2 separate regions of the Gasterosteus aculeatus genome follow, and region 2 is linked to region 1. Evidence: chromatin contacts called from public Hi-C data. All regions are on one chromosome and are shown on one strand. Each heading gives the region's core, a stretch centred on a gene start, on an enhancer-like site or on the middle of the called end of the contact. The rest is flanking DNA. Distances are from core to core; before and after follow the strand shown. Region 1 holds the start of pparab (peroxisome proliferator-activated receptor alpha b). Region 2 has its middle 12 kb from the start of wnt7bb.

Region 1 (4,097 bases), core at 8-2,507:
CCAATAAATTAAAATAATAGGCTGCCTATTGTAATTTCAAATACAAAACACCCACCATGCAAAATGTGGTTATAGATTTTATCACTTGACAGTATATCAAGTAAGTAAGTAAACAGATCAGTCTCCATGACAACAGAGCAAACTCCATCTGCCGATAAAAAAATCCCGTGACATGTTTGAAAGCGCAGGAGGAAGAGAACACCGTTCTTCTCGCACTACTGTTACCCAAAATCAGGAACGGACTTGAAATGATCTGAACCATTACACAATTGATTAACAACCATTTACCCTAAATACTTTAATAATACTTAGATTTGTTGATGTGGAACTGAATCTGAGTACTACATTTTCCTCATGTTCTTGTCATTGTTACAGATCCGGGATGGAGAGCTGGATGGAGAAACAAGCGAGCAGAGACAAGCGAAAAGGATTGCACACTCAGCATGTGGCTCGACTGGAGAAAACCCAACCGCTTCGTTGACTGGCAGTTTATTGCAACAGTTCGACTGGCTGGCCTGCAGTCGGTGCAGGACGCAATGTTCCCTCGAGCTGCCATGTGATCCTCCTCATGAGTGCAGAGGTTTCTGGGGGCTAAATTAAGGGGCCCATACACTGGTCAACATCCAAGAAACTTCACCATGATGCCAAGGCATCTGGAAAGTTGCAAACGGCCTTCTGCTCAGAATAAGCAAAGGTCTTGACAGAATCCCTTCAGTTGGATATTTTATCTTCAGTTGCAGAGTTGGATGGAGGCCTTTTCTAATTGATCAGCCAAAGTTCCTCCACGCAGTTTAAATCTAAGTTTAAAACGCATGTGTACAAGTGAGACTTTGTGACATCGTCACCGGTCAGGAAGCTGATCTTGGTCCAAAATGCACCGGACAGCAGTGAAATGTGAAAGCCTCCACGGCGCTTCATATGCTGAGAACGGACTGGTCACCTCCAGCCACATATTCTTGATTCATCGAAGAGAGGGAAGCTGTACATGTGATTACACGAGAACTGTCAAAGTAAAATACTTTGATATGTCCTAATAGGTGTGTGGAGAAGATCTTCCATCCATCTGCAAACCGCTTATCCTGCACACGGGGTCGCAGGGGGGCAGGAGTCCATCCCAGCCAACTTCAGGCGATAGACAATGGACTGGTCACCAGCCAATCGCAGGGCTACACAGTGACACACAACCATTCACACACCTACGGGCAAGTTAGAGTCCCCAATCAACCTGATCCCCAGAGCACGTCTCTGGACTGTGGGAGGAAGCCAGAGAACCCACGCAGACACGGGGAGAACATGCAGACTGCACACAGAAAGGCCACTGGGCGGAGTGGAACCCAGGACCTTCTTGCTGTGAAGCAACGGTGCTGACCACCCTGCCATATTGACGTATTGGTATGTATTGTTAATTGTGTAATATGACCCTGTGCGTGTGTCCTCGTCCTTCTTTTTGCTCCTTTAAAGTGACGTAAGTGGAGTTTATTGAAACTTTGTCGCAGTGTTTCAGGGTATTTATGTAGTTTTGGTCCTGATTCAGAATGAATATGATACAGTGTTGCAGTGATGAGTTGCTCCTTTGTTCGGTCTGTGTTCACACTGCAACATTTAACAGCGGAATAAATAAACATCACGTGTGAGCAAACTGTGGTGTCATTTGAATGCAGCTATAAATATACTTTTTCTCTTTGAGTGTGGGGGACTGGGGGGGGCACGAACCCAGTTGGGATGCAGAAGGGGTGCGTGGCCCAAACAGCCTGGGAGATTATTTTATAAGTATCTATGTATGTTGTTTGTTTTGTACTTTTCATTATTTCTATATATTCTGGTATTTGTGTCTAGTCTCAAACCTTTAGAAACAAATCTTAATGTCCCAGTATAATAAAAAATCCCTACATATTACCTACATGTATTACTCGTTTTGGTGTGGTCAGCACGTTACGTGCAGAAAAGCGCCCCTAGACCACGTGCCTTTTTCGTCTCTCGTTTGATGCGCGCGTGGGGGCGCGCGTGGGGGCGCGCGTGGCACGTTCCTCCTGCTGTCCCCGTGGTTAGGGGGCGTCCGCCTCAAAGGAATCCGCTGCGCTCCTTCCATTCGCTGAAACTATAGGTGTGTCGGGGGGTGTGCGCCTTTCTCGCGCCTCCAGCTGTCAGTCATGACGTCACTTCCTGCGGGTGTGAACTCATGGCTCTGCTTTGTATGGACATGGTGGGGGATTTATGACAGCGGCAGCGCTGCTGGGAGACAAACAAGAACGGGTTTTTGGGGGTCGGGCACTATTTTCTCTCCCCTCTCTCCCTCCGCGCTGCTGTCTCGATCCCACAGCGAGAGCTTCTCCACCCAAACCTGATTCTGGAGGACATGGAGGCTTCGGATTGGGCTTTCCCTCGTAAGGTAGATGTCTTCATTTGCACTTTCACCCCCTGCAGCAGCTGAGAGACCCCCTGTCAGCGGACGTTGTTCCGTGCGCAGAGATGGCAGCAGCCTGCAAACGGCGCACACTCAATTTTAGCGCGTGTCCAGTTTGAGAGCCCAACACACCCGCACGTGACTGTTGTTTGCAGGCGGAATCAGCATCTCCTTCCCGACCACACGACTCATGTGACTTCGGTTTGCAGCCTGCGCAGCGCATCGATAGGCAACACCAACACCTCTGCTCACCCGCCACGGAGGTCCTGCCTCGGGGGCCTCAGGTCAGCATAGGGACAGCATAGGGACAGCATAGGGACAGCATAGGGACAGCATAGGGACAGCAATGTCCAAAGGTCAAGGCAGTCAATGCGAGACGTTGTTTGTGTCAGTTCTGCGCTCCAATGGAAGCACCTGCATGAGTGTAAATATTGTTACCGAGGAGTTTGGAGGGTGTCGTCTAGTTTGAAAAGTTAGATTTGAGGCACACAGACCGTATTGGGGGAGGACAGACAGTGAATGTCATGCAGCAAAGATGGGTTTGAACCAAACGTCAAGGGCAGGTTTAAAAACGATAGGATTCATGCTTTCTTGTCGCCAGTGGCCGTGTGCCTTTGCAGAAGGAAGTCTGTACTGTGACGTTTTACATGGACGAATGCGCAGTTAATGTGCGGCTGCAGGTGCTGTCACTCCTGAAGCGTCTCTGTCTCTCTGTCTCTCTCTCGGTGACTCCTTCTCCCGTTGGGTGTGATCATTCATAGCTAACAGAAGTGTCAAAAGAACTCTGCTGCTTAACTATTCATTCATGATTTCCTCTCTATAACTGGCGGTGCTTTCTCCACAGGCAGACTTAACTTTAAGGTTTAGGTTTAACACTTTTAAAACCAGACATAGAATGCGTTTACAGAGTAAAGAACCCTAACCAACATCTGACTCTGCCTTCCGCTCTTACTTTGATTGTTAGATGACATTGGGACGGCGCGATGGCTGAAGTGCTTGAAGATACGGTTGATTGTCATTGTATTCAACACTTGAATGCTCTCCCGTGAGCGAGATCCTGGTTGGACCTTCTATTCGGAGGTATACGGACACTGGTATTGGATTGGCACTCGTACCAGAAGACACCCAAAGAGACAGTTACATCGGAACTGAAAAAGTCTGATCAGTGACTCCCTAGTTGAAGGTTTGCTGATGTTTCAAAATGCACACGGTCAAAAGAGACTTGTGGTAATCGATCTCTTTGCTGAGCTGAGAGTCTGAAGGTGATCTGAAGACGGATGCTCCGTCCGTCTGTCCCCTTCTTAAAACGGAGTTCCAGCGGGGCCCTCGGACCCCTGGGCTCTTACACGAGAGCCCCCCTGAAAGCCAGGGTCCACTTTGTGGTTCAATCGACCCGGGGATCGAAGGTCTTCACTCCCTTATCATTCCGCTGAGTAGGACTGCAGATCCTTTAATGATCGCGGAGTGTTTGGCGAAGCGTTAAAGTGACGTGTTTATCTGCGTTGTCCCAGTCGAGCGTATTGAAAAGTTGAGTATATTTATTTTTCCTCTTTGACTTGATAATAAATCATAAAGAGATGTAATCAAATCCAGACATTAAATCACGTCATTTGAAGAACATTTAATACCCTTTGACAGGGTTCCCCGAACATATTGGTTATACATTTCCTCTGTGGTTAGCGAGGATTTAGAT
Region 2 (4,343 bases), core at 639-3,138, 39 kb before region 1:
TAGGGGAGGCTGAGGTAGCAGCTCATAGCATGAAGCACTGGCTCAAGTAAAGGACAACTTTTCTGTCTATTTCTGCATTTGTCAGTCGGCGTCTTGTTACAAAACCAGAAAATATACTGCTACCAATGAGATAATCTTTTCCCAGATGATTAAAAGATTATGAGAATGATAGGAAGATAGAAATTAGGATCCAGTGACCCAACAAATTATACTGACTGAGCGTGCACCAGATAACTTAGCCGTGTACAATCAATCTTCGCCATGTCCAGACCAATTTGCACATTTACTGGAGCGGACCATGAACTGCTTGACTGTGCCACTGCTCAGATTCCCTACAAATCACACGGCTCAGACAGACGTTTAGTGAGTAATAATCACGCCTCTGCTGGATGTTTAGTTACCAGGTAGGGTTAGTGGTCTACGCACAGCAAAAGTGAATACAGATGCCTTTTAAATATTAAAATGGAATCAAGTTCCATGAGCTCTTTTTGATTTATGATGACAGTTTCCACTCAAATCTCAGTTGAGTTAGAGGGGAAAACTTTTTTTTTTTTTGTTGCTGTCGTGATTCTTTCACTTGAGCCATCTCCTCTGTTTCAAATGGTTACCGCGCCCACTGGGACCCTTCTGGTTCTGCCATTGGAGCTCACCAAAGCAGATTCGTGGTGATGCCATTGCAGAGCGACACTGGAGGCCCGTTGTGCTGATTCAGCCTTTGCGCAGAAGGAGGGGTGACGCGAAAGGGGTGATGCAGGAATGGACACAACCGTCCCAATCATCTCCTGCACGGCTCCGTAACAGCGCAGAGGCTCTGTTTAAACACCTGTGAGCATTTATGCTAAATACAAAATGTTAGAGACCGGTGGTGATGATTTTATAGTCAAACACAATGTAAAAGAAAGTCAGTGGGTCCCACTTTCCTTTCCACACATACAGTGTGTCTATCTTTTTTTTTTACAGTCGTTCAGTTCTTGAGGATCCTTGACCTTGCCTGACCTCACAAAGGAAGTGATTGTTCTGGCCCTGGACGAGGACAATGCACGTTTGTCATCTCTGGGAGCGGGGTGGGTTGAAGAGGGGGGGGGGGCATCTACAGTAATGGTATTGTGCAGTGACTGGCGTAGATCGTGTCTCGTAGTCGGTTCGTTGAGGTCACTCACTGTGAGGAAAGAGAGTATGTTGGTCCACAAACTTATTCTAATGTCTTTCCTGTTGTTGTCTCACTTGTTTACAGCTCACTGACATGAGGCGGAGAATGTTCTATTTTGCACTCATCCGTGTACTATAGCTTTTGGTTTTTTTGATGAGAGTCTCATGAAGAGAAAGGCAGCATTTGACAGCTCTTGACGATATGCGATGACTTACACATGCCATGTTGAGTAAAGCCCATGTTGGGCATGTGGTCCGATGACGGCGAGCGAAGCGGCAGAGATCCCCTGAGTCGGCTGGAGGGATCCAACCCTCAAATGGAGACGATCCAAGAGCACTGACAGGCATCAGAGAGACAGGGCCAGGCCACATGAGCTAAATATTAGACGCCACATTGCAGGGATCACATGTGCACTGCTACATGCATAACACACTTGCATGTGGCAGTGCACATGGAATATATGCACATTTTGAAATGCTGTAGTGAATGCAAAACGCACATGTGCATGAGCCACATGTACTCGTGCTGCATGTGCGTGTTTGACTGCTGAGACGGAAAAAAAAGCCCAGCTGCACTCAACATATTTGAATCTGTTTTGCGTTTGCGCTGGCCGGGGGTGAGCGAGTTCATGGACTCCAATGACCGAAGATTGACAGCTCATCCGAGTATGTTATCAAAGCCCGCCTCACATCTTGTTAAGGCATGTCCACCAGCCGATCTAATCCTATTGCACCGTTGGAAAAGCAATAAAACCCACATATCTACAAAAACACCTGGCACGCGCTCTCATCCTGTCAGACTTGTCCTTATAAAGAAGGTCACAGGTAAATGGGCTGTCATACGCCTTTGTGCACGCCACTTCTGGCCTCGCTTCCGTGCCAATTCACAAGCTGTTTTGTACGGTGGCAGTCAAGTCAACCAGACATGAAATAAAAGGTTTAAACTGTCGACTACCACAAAGATAAGTCTGAATGTTGAATAGAAATGCTGGTAGTAGAAGTCTCTTAGTGCATAGTTTTCTCCTGATTCTATGACCTGCAACCAATGTTTGCTGTGGTGGCACTTCAAAGATGAATCCAGAAAGGGAGAGTCTGTCCTTTTAGAGTTTTGTTGCAGTTAACGGAAAGGTTTGTGAATGTCCCGGTTGGCTAGCAGGTTTTAGATACTTAGTTTTTTCTGTAGTTTCATGTCCAGGGTGTCTTCTCTTGCCTCCTCCTGTTGGAATTAATAGTTACGTGACTTTGCTTCTGACAGCATTGGCTGAAGAGTCGGTTTCCACACGAGGGCGAGAGAGACGACTCTGTTATGAAGTCAGCGTGACATAATCACCAGTGAATTAAGGTTTGAGTAGCCAATAAATCAGCCATCACAGCTGCAGTAGAACAATAGAGTAGAGTCAGGCTCTACCCAATATTGAAATGAACTCTGACTGAACAACACATATAAATATGTGTTTATGTGGAGGTGTAATGGTTGGCCTTTGTTTTGTTTGCATATTAAAGAGTAATAATAAAATACAGCCTTTACATGCTGTTTTAACTTTTAACTGCAGCACTGAGGGGTTTATTAAACTGAATTTAAAATTGAATAAATATATATTTTATGTGGTTCTTTTTTGTGCGAGTAGGTAGTATGTGTGGTGTGTTGTTGAAAATATGTGGCGGCGTTAGTAATTGCTCAAGTTGGAATAAGAATATAGTTTATAAAAGGCTGAAGTCAGCGCAGCAGTGTGAGATAAGCAACAGATCATTCGTTCACGGTCCAAGTGCTCTGATTTGATTATGAGAGGATGCTGGTTCACACATGTGGGATTTGCCTTTTATGTCAGAGATGATTTCCAGGTTTCTCAGACATTTCATTGGTGACTTGTCATGGAAAACAAGCTGAACATTGAATGAATGAGGGAGTCCTGGCTTAGCAGTTCATATCACATCCTCCTAGTCCGACCTATCAGGCTGTCACTTTCCTGTTTGCTGAGTGGTAAAATAGTCTCTGGATGGAATTATTGATCCTTTTTATGCACCAAAAGGCACCGTATTTCCTCACAGTTTAACAGCATCTTGGCATTAGATCGTTGTGATTGACGTTAAGTAGAAGAGCCAACACTTTATAACATAATCTCAAGCGATGTTAAAGCAGTGAGATCTGGTTGGACCAAATGTCGTGTTCCTCCCCAAACACTGCTTCTCATTTGAAGCAGACCAATTTCATTCGCATGCATGGCTCCTGAACTTCAGATGATAAACATCAAAGTGTCTTGTGTGTGAGTTCTGCATATTGGTATAATTATTCTACTTGAGCAATAAGGTACGAGAGGCTATACTTTATTGTCCAATAATTGAACAGTTCAGGGGTGTTGTTAGGCCCGACACGCACAGCGGTCCTAAGCGGAAGTGATGTAACAGTTTGAGGGCCGGCAACCCTCAAACTGTTACATCACTGAAGATAAAGTAGTGCCTCAGGTACCTTATTGCTTTTATAATACGGTTACCAGCCAAGTTATAAGTAGTAAGTAAATAGTTGCCTTTCAGCACAAACTAGTTGTGTATCTCCTTTCAGTAGTCGTAGTAGACAAATAGTCCCCGTACGTGCACGTAAACAGCATCTCATTCATCCACATCGCTCATGACGCCACCTGAATTGTCCGTTTGCTGCAGCTCACGTATCCCCAAGCAGGAGTCTGGACGGCCGCCGGATGACTTCGACTTTGCTAGAGTTTGACACCCCTGCCTGATCACTTCTTTCCTTTTTTTTGCGGATCGCCACTGAGCTAAAAACTGAAATGTCAACCAACTGTCAAATATGAACCTGTGACTGTGAGTGCGCAGTGATACGGAACGCTCGGGTCAATGTGAACAGGTACTGTACATTATCGCTCAATAATCCGCCCCCTCTGACTCACTCTCAGCCAATCAGAACGCTGGATTAAAATGCTAATACAGGATAGTGGCACTATAACCAAATATAATGTATGTAATACAATGCACTCAATGAATGTGTTGTGTGTGAGAGAACCTGAATTATAATCTAACACGCCATTTCTAACAACAAATACCATCTGCTACAAAATTCAGTCTCGCTTTTATCACTTGTATCTCCCCGAAAAAGCAATGATGTTATTTGAAGCTCATTTCTAAAACAATCTGATAGCCTTTGTAGGAAACACCGTCATATAGCCTACGTTGCAGGACAT

Evidence for each region. Hi-C and Micro-C count contacts between places; a contact is called where the count stands out from the background.
Region 2: a Hi-C map of skeletal muscle shows a contact between it and region 1, with 4 times the contacts expected there. The contact joins the enhancer-like site here to the promoter of pparab in region 1. A contact is called at or near these places in 4 of 6 Hi-C or Micro-C datasets (skeletal muscle, tail fin and whole body).

The regions. Positions count from the first base shown.
Region 1 is chrX:21,098,753-21,102,849 of fGasAcu3.hap1.1, reverse strand. It overlaps pparab (peroxisome proliferator-activated receptor alpha b), which reads left to right and starts at 1,257. Exons shown (of 7, transcript XM_078082995.1): 1 at 1,257-1,392.
Region 2 is chrX:21,138,631-21,142,973 of fGasAcu3.hap1.1, reverse strand. No RefSeq gene overlaps it. Among protein-coding and RNA genes, the nearest start is that of wnt7bb, 12 kb to the left of the region's middle. Within about 2 kb of position 1,888, at least 1 of the 9 cell types and tissues checked has open chromatin away from gene starts, as enhancers often do.